Linked DNA regions of Pan troglodytes: region 2 is linked to region 1. Evidence: chromatin contacts called from public Hi-C data. All regions are on one chromosome and are shown on one strand. Each heading gives the region's core, a stretch centred on a gene start, on an enhancer-like site or on the middle of the called end of the contact. The rest is flanking DNA. Distances are from core to core; before and after follow the strand shown. Region 1 overlaps TLN2 (talin 2). Region 2 holds the start of TPM1 (tropomyosin 1).

What was found. A called contact is a pair of places that touch in the nucleus more often than the background predicts.
Region 2: a contact with region 1 is called in a Hi-C map of stem cell-derived neural progenitor cells, with 7 times the contacts expected there. The contact joins the promoter of TPM1 here to the enhancer-like site in region 1. A contact is called at or near these places in 2 of 7 Hi-C or Micro-C datasets (blood and stem cell-derived neural progenitor cells), 1 of 1 datasets of contacts at active chromatin or transcription factors (stem cell-derived excitatory neurons) and 1 of 1 other capture datasets (stem cell-derived neural stem cells).

The regions. Positions count from the first base shown.
Region 1 is chr16:54,768,741-54,776,468 of NHGRI_mPanTro3-v2.0_pri, reverse strand. It overlaps TLN2 (talin 2), which reads right to left. Exons shown (of 59, transcript XM_063794170.1): 44 at 5,063-5,164; 45 at 2,418-2,537. Among named protein-coding and RNA genes, the nearest start is that of MIR190A, 42 kb to the left of the region's middle. Within about 2 kb of position 4,153, at least 7 of the 24 cell types and tissues checked have an H3K27ac peak or open chromatin away from gene starts, as enhancers often do. A contact at or near this core is called in stem cell-derived neural progenitor cells and stem cell-derived neural stem cells, where this site is marked.
Region 2 is chr16:55,029,092-55,036,819 of NHGRI_mPanTro3-v2.0_pri, reverse strand. TPM1 (tropomyosin 1) reads right to left here and starts at 3,813. Exons shown (of 9, transcript XM_001173721.5): 1 at 3,544-3,813; 2 at 2,332-2,457. The coding sequence starts at 3,657.

The sequences.
Region 1 (7,728 bases), core at 2,904-5,403:
TGTGGGACTGCAGCGAAGGGAGCAGCTCCTTATTTCCCCTGGATATAAATATTTTCATATGCTGTGATAGGGGGCCCTCTTGGGTAAACAAATAATTCCACGATCTTGGAATAAAAAACTACATTGCTTCAGGGATCTCCTAACCTTCTCAGTTTTCCCCAAATATCTGTCTGGCAAATGTACACAAAGAATTTTCCTTAGCAAGCCACTGGAAATTTTATATTCTCTCTGCTCCTTTTCACTCCAGGTCACACTGCTCTCCTGTCTGGAATGTAAAATACATCTCAAGATGTAACAGTGAAAAGGAAAACCTTAATGAAAACGTCAGCTGCTGCAAATGCAGGGCCAATAACCAAAGTAACCTGTTGTTGTGCTTTTAGCAACACATTCTCTTTCCTTGCTGTTTTGGCATTATTTTATATTTTGGTTCAATGGTCTCTGTCGTAATAAAAAAAAATCTGCTTATTTCACACGTTGGGTGGGTAGCTTACAAGAACTCATGTGGAAAGGGCCATACAGACAGTTCAGGGAGACAGCAGTTAAACTACCTAAGGCAGATGGTGGTAGATTCCATTTTTAAAGGTTTCTGTGGACAGATATCCAAACCTCCCTTGCCAAACACTTCTTCCCTTTTTTTTTTTTTTTTTTTGAGATGGAGTCTCACTCTGTTGCCTAGGCTAAAGGGCAGTGCACAGTCTTGGCTCACTGCAACCTCCACCTCCTGGGTTCAAGCAATTCTCCTGGCTCAACCTTCTAAGTAGCTGGGATTACAGGCGCACGCCATCACGCCCAGTTAATTTTTGTATTTTTGTAGACAAGGGGGTACGCCATGTTGGCCAGGCTGGGTCTTGAACTCCTAACCTCAAGTGATCTGTCCGCCTCGGCCTCCCAAAGTGCTTATAGGTGTGAGCCATCACGCCCAGCTCACTTTTCCTTTTGTCCAAGCAAACTTTTCCTTACTGTAACAGAAGTTCCCTTACATTTGTTTATGGAGTTCAAAATTATAGGTTAGTCAAATGAATGATAAATCTAGATGATCTTACTAAAACAGGGAGTCTATTTAAAAAAAAATGATAGGCATGTGTAAAGAATCAATAGAATCTTAATGTGGGTATCTGATAACTCTCTTTTCTTGGTAGTGACTTCACACTCATTGCAAATAGAATTATTCATGCTACAGCCTAGTCAATTATTCTAATATCTCAAAATGCAGGCACTGTTATAGACTTAAGTAATCCCATGCTAGATATATATGTATGCAAGTACATATATATATGGTACTCCTATTTACATGCATTGTTACCACACACATTAGAAAGTGATTTGTTTTGGGACTTCATTTCTGGAATATCTCTCGGAGTCTCTGTAAAAACATACTTAGATCTGACTCCCAGGAGAAACAGCAGCACTGAGTTACTTGGGGACAGTGACTGTCACTATAAGGAGAAGAGAAGACCAATTACAACCTTCTGCCTTGACAACTCAGTTCATTTAGGAACGTCTCGAACAGGGTTTGCGCTCAATAAACAGCTTGCTGAATTTCACAGAATATAATTACTTTTATCTTTCAAGTGTCCCTGTAATCCACTCCATTAATCTTCATTTTAAATTGGGCTTCCTTTCTCTAAGAAGCCATGTGGTTCCCCAAGCCCTGGACTCCTTCTATGTGTTCACACTGATATAGATGCTACAAAGCTCCTTGGAGCCACACATGACCTGTGTCCTTCCCAATGGACGACCCCATTAGAAGTATGAGAGATGGCAGCTCTTAGAAAGTGGCCTTTGGGGCCCAACTTTGGCTACCGTTAGACTCTTACGGGTACAGGCATTCTAAAGCCAAGTCTACACTGGCCACTAAGGAAAGCTGGTCTAGGAAAGGCAGGGAAGTAATAAAAGGAGTCCACAGGAGGTATGTCTGGGCCAATTCTTAGCCACCCAGAATATTCAGGCAAGACTTTGTTTCATGAAAGTAGCTCTTTCTAGGGAGGGGGATAGCTAATTTTCATACTTGAATCTTTCAACACTTCTGTGAACCTATGGAAAACAAAAATAATTGCGGGGGATGTGCTAACTGGAGTAGGAAGTGATAAGATGGCAGTCCCAAGCTTGGGCATGCTAATAGAGACAGGTGACAGGGCTAGGGACAGGGGACCTGGTAGAACATTGTATACAAAGTCCTTCTGTCTGAAAGCCCATGCCCCAGTTCTTGGCCAGTCTGCCCCATAAGGGGCAGTGAGACTTGAGTACAGCCTGGGGCTACCTGGTCTGGACCTGTGCTGTGCAGTGGTGGGGAAATAAACTGGGCTCTGGTTACTGGGCTGGGGCCTTCTAGAGTGGAGCTAAGCTATGAAGAAATACCCAGGAGTGGGCACCAGTGTGTGTGTGCATCTTAAAATAGGGGTCTTAAGGTGGCAGACCTCCTCTGGTTCCGCCGTGGCTGCTGCCATCTGGCCCTGGAAAGCCAGGTGCCCATAGTCACTGGTCATTTGTGAAGCCAGTCCTCCCAACTCCTCCGGGTTAGTAACCGACTTAGTCATCTGGAAAAAGAAAACAAGCAAGACACACACACACACATACACACAGAGAAACGCATGAGAACCATGTGTTAATATCACTGGAAGCCAAAGGGTTTCATTCACTTTTAAGCTCCTGAGGGGGTGAAGGCCAGGCCTTGCATTTGGGGCTAGATGCTGGAGAGGGCAATTCAAGCCAAGCCCATGCTGCATTGCACACAAAAGGCCAGAGCCCTCGCAGGGCCCCGCTCAGGCCATAGATTCTGGTCGGGCCCAGTGGGCACATGCTCAGCGTTCGGGCTGTGCAGCTTGGAGCCAGCGCCCAGGGCCCACCCTCTGGCAGGTGAATGTGCCAGCCCCTCGCCAGCGCAGCCCTGGGGGGTCACCAGAGGAATTCCCCCTAGAAACCCCCAGGAGGCACAAGCCCTATGCGATTCTCACCCCTGGGCCAAGGCTTCTGTCGGGGGCTGATCTGGTCTCTGGGTGCCCTGAAGCAGGTCCCACCCAGGTGAGAGAGGGCATGAGGACAGGGCTGTTAAGAAAACCATGAATGACAAGTGCTGGATAAGTCAGTGTTTTAAAGGAAAACACTCATAGAGGATACAGCTTTGCAGTAAATTTGTGCCAAAGAATGACAAGGTTTTAGCCACAAATTTAGTTAAGAGTAGTGTGTAGCCCACATGGTCAAGTTCTGCCTTTATTATGAAGATACTCAGGATTTTTCTCTGTTTCATTGACTGATGCATCTCAATTATCTAAGGCAGCTGGCATGCTAGTTTCTAGTGTTTCCTCTTCCTCTGGACAAAAATACCTCTAAATTCTCACAAAAGCAGTTTTAATCTGCCACCCAGACGGGTGTCACTGTCCCTCATCAAGGGGCTCCCCTCCTGCTCCACCTCCTCTTGCTCTGGATAACAATACTGTCTCTTTCTTTGTGGCCTTTTAAGACCTTGATTTTAAACAGCCTTTTAAAATGTCTTTTGAATGACTCTCCATCCATCAAGGCAGGACAGGAATGTCCACCCTAAGGCATGTGTACAAGGACACGTCCCAGGCTTCAGGCTGAGATGTGGCCGCCAAGGAACGCACACTGAGCTGCACGAGAGTGAGTGTTGCCACGTGCTGCTCCACTGCGACCTGCCAACAGGTACACTGGGAGTCTGGGCATCCTGACGGGGTGAGAAGGGCCTCTTTCACACAAAGAGCCAGGCCAGTTATCTCAGGAGTGGCCATGCAGCCTGAGGCTCAGCTCCTTAAGCTCATGGACACCCAGGGTCAAGCCAAGGCAGCTCAGGACCTGGCTCTGGAGACATTTCAGAAACACCGTGAGGCTGCCCAAACATGACTGCTGCTGCACTGTGCTTCCTGCTCAACAGGAATCTGTGCTGAAAGTCTGCTGGCTCGGACTAGGATCCGTCCTCCATGCTCCCCTGAGAAGGACAAGACTGGGCTCAGCTCCAGTTTTTCACAAAACACTGAGATGGGTGTACCATTCCCCAGCCCGAATTCTTTTAAACAAGCCTGGCACAATCACAGAGTTTCCATAAATGAATGGCAGCAGCCAGGGATGACTTTGTGGTCCAAGCTCAACCCCTAGTGGACACATGATTACATGACAAAACCACTCAGAGGGGACCTGGGCACAGCAACCACGTGGTGGCTCATTCTGCTCACTTCAGCGAGGAAGGCCCATTGATTTCTCAGCCCAGGCTTATGTGGCAAGTATCAAAGAGGCATCTTTCGAACTTTTATCTTACGGCATCTGAGCCTTTAAAAGTTGGGAGAAACTTTTTCTATGGACTCCTATCAATTCTTTGAAGACAACATTTGTCATCTTTCGTATAACTGCTTAACATATCAGATAGCATTCACTATCTCTCAATGCCATTTATATCTAAGAATCTATATAATACAGTTCTAGTTGCATTACATTTTAGAAAAACAAACAAGCAAACAAAAAAACAAAAACCAAACCAAACCAAAACATTACCTCCAAAAGTTGTATGCCTTCTACTGTCGGAATTTTTTTTTTCTTATTACATAACCATACTGTTTCATTTTGCCTGAAAGACTGGCAATACCTTATTTTCCAAGTATTATAACTTGATTTCATCAGATAATGTCATCTCTGTTCTATTTTATCCCCAAATATCTTCTCTTGTACTGTTATTTTAATCTACTAAAAACACCTCAAGTCCTTCGTGAGGTGAATAAGATTCTCCCCCTTTCTCCTTAACTACAAATTCCCTGCTTTCCCCCGTCTTTTCATTTTCTCTCCTTCCTTTGCTCCTCTGTCCTCATGCCCAAGTCTCAGCCATCTTTAATTCCCTCTTGCAGCTTTTTCATGAGATAAGAACTGCAGCAGACTGGGGCTACTGGACACAGGCAGCCAGAAAGACCACAGATAAAGGACAGAAGCTGGAGCCCCCGAGGGACTAGAGAGTGATCTGGGCTCTCTCTCTGACACAGATCTGGGATTTGCAGGCTCAGCGGCGGCAGTGGATAAAAAGGCAAACAACAGTGGGGAGGGCAGCTCTCTTCCCTCTTACCATTTCCTGAGCTGTCACCGCAATGGCTTTGGAGTATTTAACCACAGTCGTCTGATAGTCGACAAATGTTCCCTTTGGTTCTGGAGGAGTGCCTTCATCCAGCTACAGAGGAGAGGAAAAGAATCCAAAGGTCATAAGAAGCCTGCTGAAGTGTAGACTGTATTTACGAGAATTAGGAACTCTGAAAAACAGAGAGGGCCTCATAGATTCTTTCGCCCAGTGTCAACTCAATTACCCAACTTGTGCAATAAGGACTTCAACAGAAGGGCACATAAGGCATTCAGGGTACATGGCAAGGAGAGGCTCCCAGCCTTGCCTGAGAGGAGTGGGAGGCCTTCCAGAGGAGTGATGTTTCAGCCAAGTCTTACCAGGCAAAGAGTCTGCCACATGTAAAAGGTGGGAAAGGCATCCCAAGAAAAGGGAACAGAATTCACGTACATGGAGGCGGGAGCCAGCCTGACACTTCTAGGGAAGCGCAAAGTGCCAGAAGATGAGGTGGGAAAGGAGGCGGACTCTCCATCAGGAAGCACTTCCTGAGGAATGGTCGAGTCCATGGCTATCCACGGAACCGTTCTTTATGAGCACAATCGGGGAACAGAAGGGATTAGAAGCACTAGGAATAAGTTGTTGCTCACCTGACTATAAATGCAATAGGAACTGAGAGAAGGGCAAGATCACTGTGGGGTGGAAGAACTGAGACAATGGGACTATGTCCCTTGAAGGCTTGGGGACATATTGGTGTAGGAGATTTGTATTCAAAATGTGTTTCCAAGGCTTGTGAATGAACCTCGGGCTGGTTACTTAAACTCTGATCTCTAGTCCTTCAGTGGTAACTTCCAGGCATCACATGGTTACAGTAAAAATCAACACTACACCTGGTCAAGAACTATATACAGGAAGAGGAGAGAATGACCATAATGAAGATGCTGATGATAAAGATGATAACGTCAATGATGAAGAAACAGGCAACCCATCTTCACCACCACCATCCTCACCATCACCACTGGTTGCTGAATGGTATTGCAGGCGAAGAGACAAAGTGAACAGAAATGAATACAGGCAGAGTGAGTCTAGTGAGGTCATCCTGACCTGAACAGGAGGGGGCTGTTGACAGCAGTGGGAATGAGGCTGCATCTGTTTTATAGAAAACCTTGAAATCATGACGACAACAGTGGGATCTGGGGTAAGCAATGACGTATTTGAGATTTCCCTGGCAGCTCTGTGCCATAAAGTTCAGAGTCAGAGATGAGATTGCGGCCAAGTGGTCAATTAGGAAAATGTTAGCTGGTATCTTCAGTGAGAGCTATATGTCATGAGCAGGCATGTACTGCACTGTGAGTGAAAGGAAGGCATCACTGTGGCCTATGCGTGATGTGGCTGCATAGCCCAGCATATAATTTTCACCAAACTATTAACACAAACTCCATACTAGACTTTTTTAGCTTTCCCTATTAGGCAGATAGATGCTGTATCCCCATCACGGCACGGGGGCCCTGCTAGTCAAAGGAGACTGAATTGCATGCTCATTCACTTGCTGTAAACTGACTGAACATCTTCTAAGCCTCAGGCCACATGCTAGGAGCTTGCATGTGAGATGTGACATCACTACCAACATGCCAGGATGCTGGAGCTGAAGGGCAGCTCAGAGTTCTTGGCCAGTGGCCACCAGCCAAAGAACCTTTAACTAGTCTGAGGACAATGGGAAAAGAAAGAACAAAGTAGTGACTAGGATTTCAATTTCATTTATTCGAAAGAACTTCCCTTTACTCTGAGAGTACAGCCTTCCTCCTTTTGTGGGTGCTAACATGACCTTTCTTTTATAAAACAGCCGTGATGTAGATAGCACAGTTTTTGTTTAATTTTCTTACTTGGCCAAAAACAAAATGAAACAAAAACAAGGAAAAGATACCACATCACAAAATCCCACAGGATCCTACCAACCTCACTGAATGAGGAAATCAACGTTCCGAGAGCTTGAATTCCTGTCCAAGGTCACCCGGAAAGCTGATTACTTCATACTCACTTGTGAGTCTCCAAACCTCTTAGTGCTGAGATGACGAGAGAGAATCTCAAAGAGAAGCTCCACAGTGAAAGCCCCCAAAGTGTCAGGAGTCACATCCAAGTTAGAATTAACTCTGGCTACACTCATGTTTTTCTATAATTCACTGGCTTTGAGAATTTCAGACAATGAGTCTAATAGTATCTCAGAGTTTAAACCAAATTAACAAAATTCTGAGAGACTATGCCAGCTTTCTAACGCTTGCTGCACAGGGACCCAAAGGACCTGAAACATCACTTAATTTGAAGTCCCCAGCAACACGCTGAGCAAAGGGAGAATGGGAATGAGGAAGAGGTGTTGTGTGGTGCCCTGGATGTCAGGCCAGGGTAGATAAGAGTTTAGGGGCAACATTGAAACCCCAATTATATACTTTGCAGAACTGAGGGGGGAAGAATAGCTCTTGGCCTCTGTGGCTTGTGTGGGCTGGCAGTTCCTAATTACTGCTATCAAGTAACACCTGACTTATTTCCAGCCCATCCAGAAGAATCAAATGTGTCTCTGGCTGAGACAGCATAGGCTATACCACTAATGGCAGGTGGTGCAGGGCCTGCTCTCTCTGTCCACAGCCCATCACAGTGCATAAGGCATAGGGCTATCAAAGAAAGAC
Region 2 (7,728 bases), core at 2,564-5,063, 260 kb before region 1:
GTAGAAAAATGTAAAAGTGTTTTACATTGGTGAATAATGACAATGAAATGTCCTAATCCCAAAGGTAATACGATTCCACCTCAGGAAGCTGACTTCTCCCTTACCGGACTTCTCCCTTCTTCTAGTGACATCTGTCTCTTCCTCCTCAAGTTTTGACTATTTTTTAGTAAATAAAAAACTAATACTCTCAATATGGTCATGCACTGCATAATGATGTTTTGGTCAATGAGGGGCTGCATATATGAGAGTAGCCTCATAAGATTACAATAGAACTAAAAAATTCCTATCGCCTGGTGATTTGTGTTACAATTGTTGACAGTATTCAGTACAGTAACACACCGTACAAGTTTGTAGCCTAGGTGTTTAGTAGGCTAAACCCTCTAGGTTTGTGTAAGTACCATGTACTCTATGGTGTTTGCACAATGAATAAATCACCTAATGACACATGTCTCAGACCTTATCCCCCTTCATTAATCAACAAATGACTGTATAGCATTTCTTCACTAACTTCTTCAATATTCCTACGGGCTCCAAACTCCAGACAACCTAAAGTGTCCTAAAAGGGAATGTGATCAATACACTACCAAAAAAGCCATATATGCCAGATTTAGGGGCAGTTTCCCAGTGGGAAAAATAACCAAAACAAGATTCAAGAAGCTCCCTCCCCTGCTGCTTCCCACACCAGCTGACTTTAAATAACTTCTTTCCCATTTCTGCCCCACCCCATTCCAGTGCTCCCTTCAACAAGACTTTTCAATAAAGACATGTTAGCACTACATAGTTACAATAATTATTATCCTATTTTTTTCCCTTAAGAATTGTAGTAACCTTTTTCTCCCTCTTTTGCCTTCAGTCTTACTGGGCTATTTTCAAATTCTCTGCATTCTTTTCCTTATAAGGAATATCTTTCCTTGATCTATTAGCAGCTCTTTTGAAAAAGCTAAATAAACGTCCTGCTGGAGAATTTGCGGGAGGCAGGCATCTTCCATTTAGCCATATATAGAGCAGGCATCTGATCTGCATTATACAAAGTAGGCTCAGAGTTATATATGGTTTTTGGCTCTTTTTCCAAAGCCAGGTAGTTTAGAATTTAAATGTTTTAGCAAAATCAGTGCTTCCCCCCAAATCCCCTTTCCAGGAAGCTTGATTTTCACTGAAAATTTCTTTTTGTCAGATCCTAAATGTCCTCTCTGGAGTTCTCATTTACAAAGCACACCTGGATATACATCTCAAGCCTTTCATGCTACAAAAGACTTTGCTAATTTCAAGACCTGAGACCCTTCAGTTATTTGCATATTACTTTCATATAAAAAAGTCTGCTGTTGCTCTCAGTGTTTCAACTGCTGGCATAGCTTTCCCTGGTGCTCACACATTCTTGGAATTGTTACCAACTTCCCAAGGAATTCTTTTCTAATTGGGCCTCTAGGCTTAATTAGCTTTTAGAATGGAATCCAATGGTGTGAAAAGAAGTTGGTCCTTTGGCTTGACTTTCCGAGGCAGAAGAGGCAAGACCTCAATTAAAAAGCTTCCAAAGGGCAGTGGACAAAGAGCTTAGGAGAGCCTTAGCTGTGTGCATCACCCCTGCAACTATGTGGTGGTTGTCAGAAGGCTGACAGGTGGGGGCGGGGCCAGCAGGAGGGGCAGGGGGCAGCTAGCTCACTATACCATATAAAGCACTGAGCTATATATAACTCACAGCTTACTTTCTGGATCTAGTGCCTTCAGACTGCAGACCCAAGCAAGTATCATCTTCCCAGGCAGATCTTAAGGGGTGGATTAAGGCTTACACTAATGAGAAAGGAAGCCTCAAAGTGCCTCTGTGCCCCACCATGAAGTGCAGCCATCTAAGTAAAGGTACCGCTGTGTCATTTCTTTCATTTAGAGGCCAGGTTCTCTGAACCCTGACTAGCCCCACCACCAAACCCAGAACTTCCCACCCACTGGAGATGGCAAAAGGAAAGAAAGTGAAGAAAACCTGGCATTCTCTACACAAACCTTGGTGATGACACCTCAAGGGTTTTCTGCCACCAGGGAGGTGAAGTTCACCTCCAGAGTCCAATTTCAGCTGCTCTATTCTCCCAGCCTCTCATCCACCCACCTCCACCCCCAGGGAGGTAAAGGAAAGGAGAAGAAGAGAGGAGTGGATGAAATATAAATGAATGTGTGCAGTAGCAGTCAGAGGCGGCATCCAATGCTCTGGGCCATGGCAGGGCTGTGTGCAGGTGTCCAGCAGGAAAAGGTAAACTTCCTCCATTGCTCTCCAGCCCTGTGGTGACCCCGGAGTGGCCACGCAGGCAAGAGGTGAGGGAAGCAGTGTGAGCGTGCACTTACGTCGGTGGCCTTTTTCTCTGCCAGCTCCAGCTTCTCCTGGGCATCTTTGAGAGCCTCAGAGTATTTGTCCAGTTCATCTTCGGTGCCCTTGAGTTTCTTTTGCAGTGACACCAGCTCATCTTCCAGCTGGGAGTTGGCCAGGGGGTACAGGGAGGGAGGGGGGTGCAGCAGGCAGCGTGATCCCGAAGGGGAGGGGTGTGGGTGCACAGAACCAGAAGGACAGGGACAGCGGGAGAGACAGAGGGAAAGACAGGGAGGGAGAGAGAGAAAGAGAAAGAGTTAGCCATTCGTGCGCCACGCCGTGCCGCGCGCCCCGGGTACCTTGGCGGCGGCCTCTTCGGCGGCCAGGAGGCTGTCCTCCGCCTTGTGCAGCTCCTCCAGCACCCGGTCCCGCTCGTCCTCCGACACCCGCAGCAACTTCTCCTTGGCCGCGATGTCCTCCTCGAGCTGGGGGCAGCGGCGGGCGGGCGCGGGCGGCCGGCACGGACCGGGTGTTAGACACACACAACACACGGGCGTCGGGTTGGCTGGGGCCCCTCGGGCTCGGGGAGCCGCCGAGTTGGAGTGCAAAGGACCCGAGGTAACTTCCTCTTTACCCGAGCTGGAACCGCTCCGCGGCTCACCCCGCACACCCACCTGCCCTGGGACGAGACTCCTGCCGAGGTCTCAGCGGGCTCAAGTCCACTACTTGGGGACACAGAAGAACGCCACTGCTGGCCTGGCTTTCGGGCTGTAGCCTCCATTCCGCCCCATCTTTGTTCTTAGGTAACAACTCCAGGACTCCCCTCTCCTCCCCAAGTTTAAGGTTCCTTTCTCCCCAGTCAAAAGTCAACGAACTTCTAACACTTGAGTTACTCGACCCCCTTTCTCCATCCCTCGCCCTTCCTTCAAACGTCCCCGGGAACCGGGTGTCCTCCTCCCTCCCCCAAACTGATTCCCAGTCCTGAGAATAAAGCGCCTCTAGGACTTGATTTCGCGGGCCATGGGAACCAGAGAAGGGAAATAAGCGTCCTCAGACCAGACTACAAAGTTAGACTAAGCCTGGCTCTTGCGTTTCCCTTCCTTCTTTCCAGACGCGCGCCCTGGCCGCCCTGGGTGGTGGTGGGGGTAGGGTGGTGGCTCCCCGAGTCCTCGGGGTGGGGATCCAGCCGGGGGTGCCAGGCCCGAGTCCCGGCGCTCTGGGCGCGGGCGCAGGGCCGGGGAGGCGCAGACCTGCTTGCTCCTGTCTTCCGCCGCCTTCTTGTCGGCCTCCGCCTGCTCAGCTCGATCCAAGGCGTTCTCCTTGTCGAGCTTCAGCATCTGCATCTTCTTCTTGATGGCGTCCATGGTGGCGGCGGCGAGGGGCCCTGGGGCTGCAGCAGGAGCGGCGGGGCGAGCGCGCGGTCGGGCGGAGGAGCCGGAGTGCGAGCGCGGAGCCGCCTGCTGCTCCCAGATATGTACTTTCCCAAGGGGGCGACCGCATTCCTCAAGACAGCCAATACTTTTTTGGAAAAGCTTTTTTCTCCTGCCCCCCTTCCTCCTCTCCTCCCTCCGCCCCGTGCCCCCTCCCCGCTCCTCCCGCGGGGGCCGCTCGCCCATTCGCTGCCGGCCGCCGGCCTCCCAGTTGACGGTGGATATGACTATATATGGGGACCCGAGCCGCCGAGGCGGCGGCCGGAGAGGCCGCCCTGTTTCTAAACCTGCGCGCCAGGGAGAGGGCGTTGGGGCTGAGCCGGGGCCGAGGCGCAACCCTCCGCCCTCCGCGTCCCCTTCTCCCAGGGCCGGCACCCAGCCATTAGGGTCCCCAACCGAGCCCGCCCTGAGCTGCCGGAGGCCGGGAGAGCGCGGACCAGGTGGTGGATGCGCGTCGCCCCCCTGTGCCGTCCTCCGGCGCGCTTAGCCAAAGGCCCGGGGGCTTCCCAGCCGTGCCGCACCCTGCGTCAGGGTCAGTGCGCTCTCGGCACCCGCCAGCGCCTCCCCGGCAGCTCTCAGCCAGCCAGGTGTCATCCTGCGCGCTTACGCTCTGGAAACTCAACTGCAGCAGAGAAAGGGAGAACGTGGGAGAAAGCCTGGGGCGGCTCTTGAGACTTTCTCTGCGGGCGCGGGTCAGAGAGGCAGGGGGCGGCACAGCGACAGCACACGGAGTCTTGTTTTCTGCCTGCCCTTTCCCCCAGCGGAGGGACAGTCAAATACTTTAGGGACACAGGACTCAGTGGCGTACTTCTGTGCTTGCTGTGCAGTGCCTCCAAAAAGGTGTGCATGTGTGCGTGTGTGTGCGGGTGGCAGTCTAAGGGGAAAGAACATTGAGTTTAGACTTAGGCAATTTGGTCTGTGGTCTCTACTCTGCCACCAGCAACTGTGAGACCTTGTTTGCTGCCCGCGGCTTCCTCAACTTTAAATCCAGCGGGTAGATAATCCCCGAGGTCCCTCCGGATATAACTTGTTATCATTTTTCTTGCACTGATTTTAGGGAGTCGGCCTTCCATGTGAGATGCTTAGGTGCCAGGTTTCGGAAAACATGGGATCGGCGTTAACCTGGCTAAGTCATTGCATCCGCAGCCGCAACTCTGAGGAGGCTCTGCCGGGTGAGCTGTGCTTGGAAGGAGGAGGATTTCCCCCAACACTTCTTATTTTTAACTACTCCTCCCATCCCCCAAGGGGGAAAGGCTGCTTTTTTTCAGAGCTTCAGTGGGAGGGAAGGAGGGGGGCTGCCCCCAAGCCCTGAGATCAGCTGAGGCAGGGTTGGTGAGGGTCTTGTTAATAGTCCCCACAGAATAATTCACAGTCTGTACTGCATGGTTACCGAATATTCCCCGGACGGTATCTGAGCAGATTAGGCAGGCCAAACAACTTGTAAGTCCTTCAGAGAATGATCAAATTCCTCTCCAAGATTTTATCGGGTTTCTTCCACTAACCTAACTGCCCAGGAGGGAAAAGATACACTGACCTAATGGTCAGAACATTAGATCTGACCATTAGCATAGGGGCTGCGTGGCACAGAAATTGACCAGAGCCCTTTAATCACGGTGTGTCAACCCAGCCACCGGAACAGTGACAAAGTTCCAGGCATGTGGACGATATCCAGATGCGTGGACTCCAGGGAGCTGACTCCCCAGGTTGGAGCTCAGCAGAGGAGGCAAGAATAGGGAGTTAGGAGTCAGTTCCAGGGATCCAGACCTGGCCTGGTCACTTCCTTGCAGTGTGACCTTAGCCATGTTACAATCTCTCTAAGCCTTTTTTCTCACTTATAAAAAGAGGCAACTGAACTAGAGAAACTCCTTGCGGGACCACATGTTACTGACTTTTCTTTTCTTACTGTGCCATATGTAGCCGAGGGACTCATTAAAGTTTCCTTAAATGAAATCATGCTACAAGCAATTTATTAAACACACGGTTGTTGAGTACCTGCTATATACTAGGCAGGTACTAGGCTCTGGAATCCAAAGAATGAGTAGCACAGGTCTATGTCCTCCAGGTGTTTGGCATGAGAAAGGTGTTAAGAATTCACACGAGGAAGAAATAGAAATGACTAGGTCAGAGCAGATGGGAAAAAATTCTCTGAAAAGGTGATGGCTTTTAAACTGATTTTAAAGGAAGGGTAGCAGTTAGCTAGAGAGGAGGGCCGTTGTATGCGCCAAGGAAAGAAAAAGGAATGTTTGGTGGTGGTTGGACAGTAGGATTTTGGGGGTGAATGGGGGCATGAGACTGGAAAGGAAGCTTGGGGCTGTATGATTAAGGGCCTTGAATTCCAGATTCAGACATTCAGACCTTATTGTATAGTTTAAAGCCATCGATGTCTCTTCTTTTCACCTCTTCCTCTCCCAGACTCCCTCACCTAGGGCCTATATTCAGAGGTCGAAACCTATGGTGTCAAAGTATGGAAATGGAGCTATACAACGCTAACTTTTAAAATCCCTTAGTACCACATCATTGATCTCTAGACTGATGGGTTAACATAGCAGGTCCTGAATTCAATCATTTCTTTTAACCCGTGTTGAGATTCTGCCATGTGTCAGGCCCAAGTCAGCTTCATGGGCTATACCACCCATGACCTTTTTGTCACCAAGGGCTAAGACAAAGCTAGGACAAGCAAAACGTCATGACTTAAATAACACATTCTTCTGTAGTGAACAGGTCTCCTGGTCCTCTCCAGAGGTAGGCTGGACAGTCACAGGCTGTATGTAGTGTGTATCCCTGTTCTCTGGCTGATTGGCCACGACTCAAGGACGGATCTAAATACTAACCAGGGACTTGGCGTTGTGGCTTGTCAGGCAATGATGAACTGCGCCACTCAGCTTCTTTCATTGCAGTTTGAATTAAGGAACGTGAAAAATGGGAATCACTAGCTGTGGCTGCTGAAACAAAAAGGGATTGCAGTGTCGGGCTGGAAATGCCACGTGTAAAAGTGATTAAGGTTATTCACAATTTTTTAGGCTTTCTCCCCAGTCAATGTCGTGGTAGCATTGTACATCCCACCCAATTAAGTTGGCTGTGGCCATTTGACTTGCTTTGGCCAAGGAAACGTGGGCAGAAATGACTTCTGGTGGATACTTAAAGAGCTCACGACTAACCATGTTCATTTTTCAAGACTGTGGAAGAGCTCACGACTAACCATGTTCATTTTTCAAGACTGTGGCTGCTCTGTCATTGTGGGTTTTCAAGTGGCTCCCTCTTTCCCCCCAACTAACCCTTGGTGGACATGTAGTGAGAATAAGATATAAATCTTTGTTATTTTAGGCCACTGAGATTGGGGGTTGTTTGTTACTGAAGCATAACTAGCTTCTCCTGACTAATACAGCACAATAGGCATGCATCAGCTAAGTTATGAAAAAGCAGAGAAGTGATTATAGAGAAAGAATGAAGCAGGCATATCAAGATAAACAGAAGCACCATTTAGAGAAAGAGATTGGGAGAATATGACCAAATTTCAGTTCCAGGGGTCCTTATAATAACCCCCTGTATTTCTTGAGGTTACATAAGCGAGTCTATATTCCTTGAAAGTAAAAAGCTTACCAAATCATGGTGGCATGACAGCCTGCACAACATTCAACATTCTTGGCCTAGAGGCTCTACGTGATCACCACGAACATGCTTGGAATTTCCAGATTTCTCCAGTGCTTGGTATTCAGTCATTTCTCAATGAATGTTTGTTGAACAATTTTTTTTTATGACTGACAAGTCCAGCTTTCTTACTGACTTACAAGAAAGTCTGGGAAGGTAAGGTAACAAATCTAGGTTCAAAAGATCTTGTTTCCATTCAAAATATGGGCTCTGTGTCTTATTTCATGAAGAATGAATATAAGTATTGTGATAGGGTAAGACAAATGTCTCCAAATATTTATTGGACACCTTTTGTGTGCAAGACATTTAGGGCTTATGGGATCCAGGGAAGCAGACAAAAGACATGGATCTTTTTCT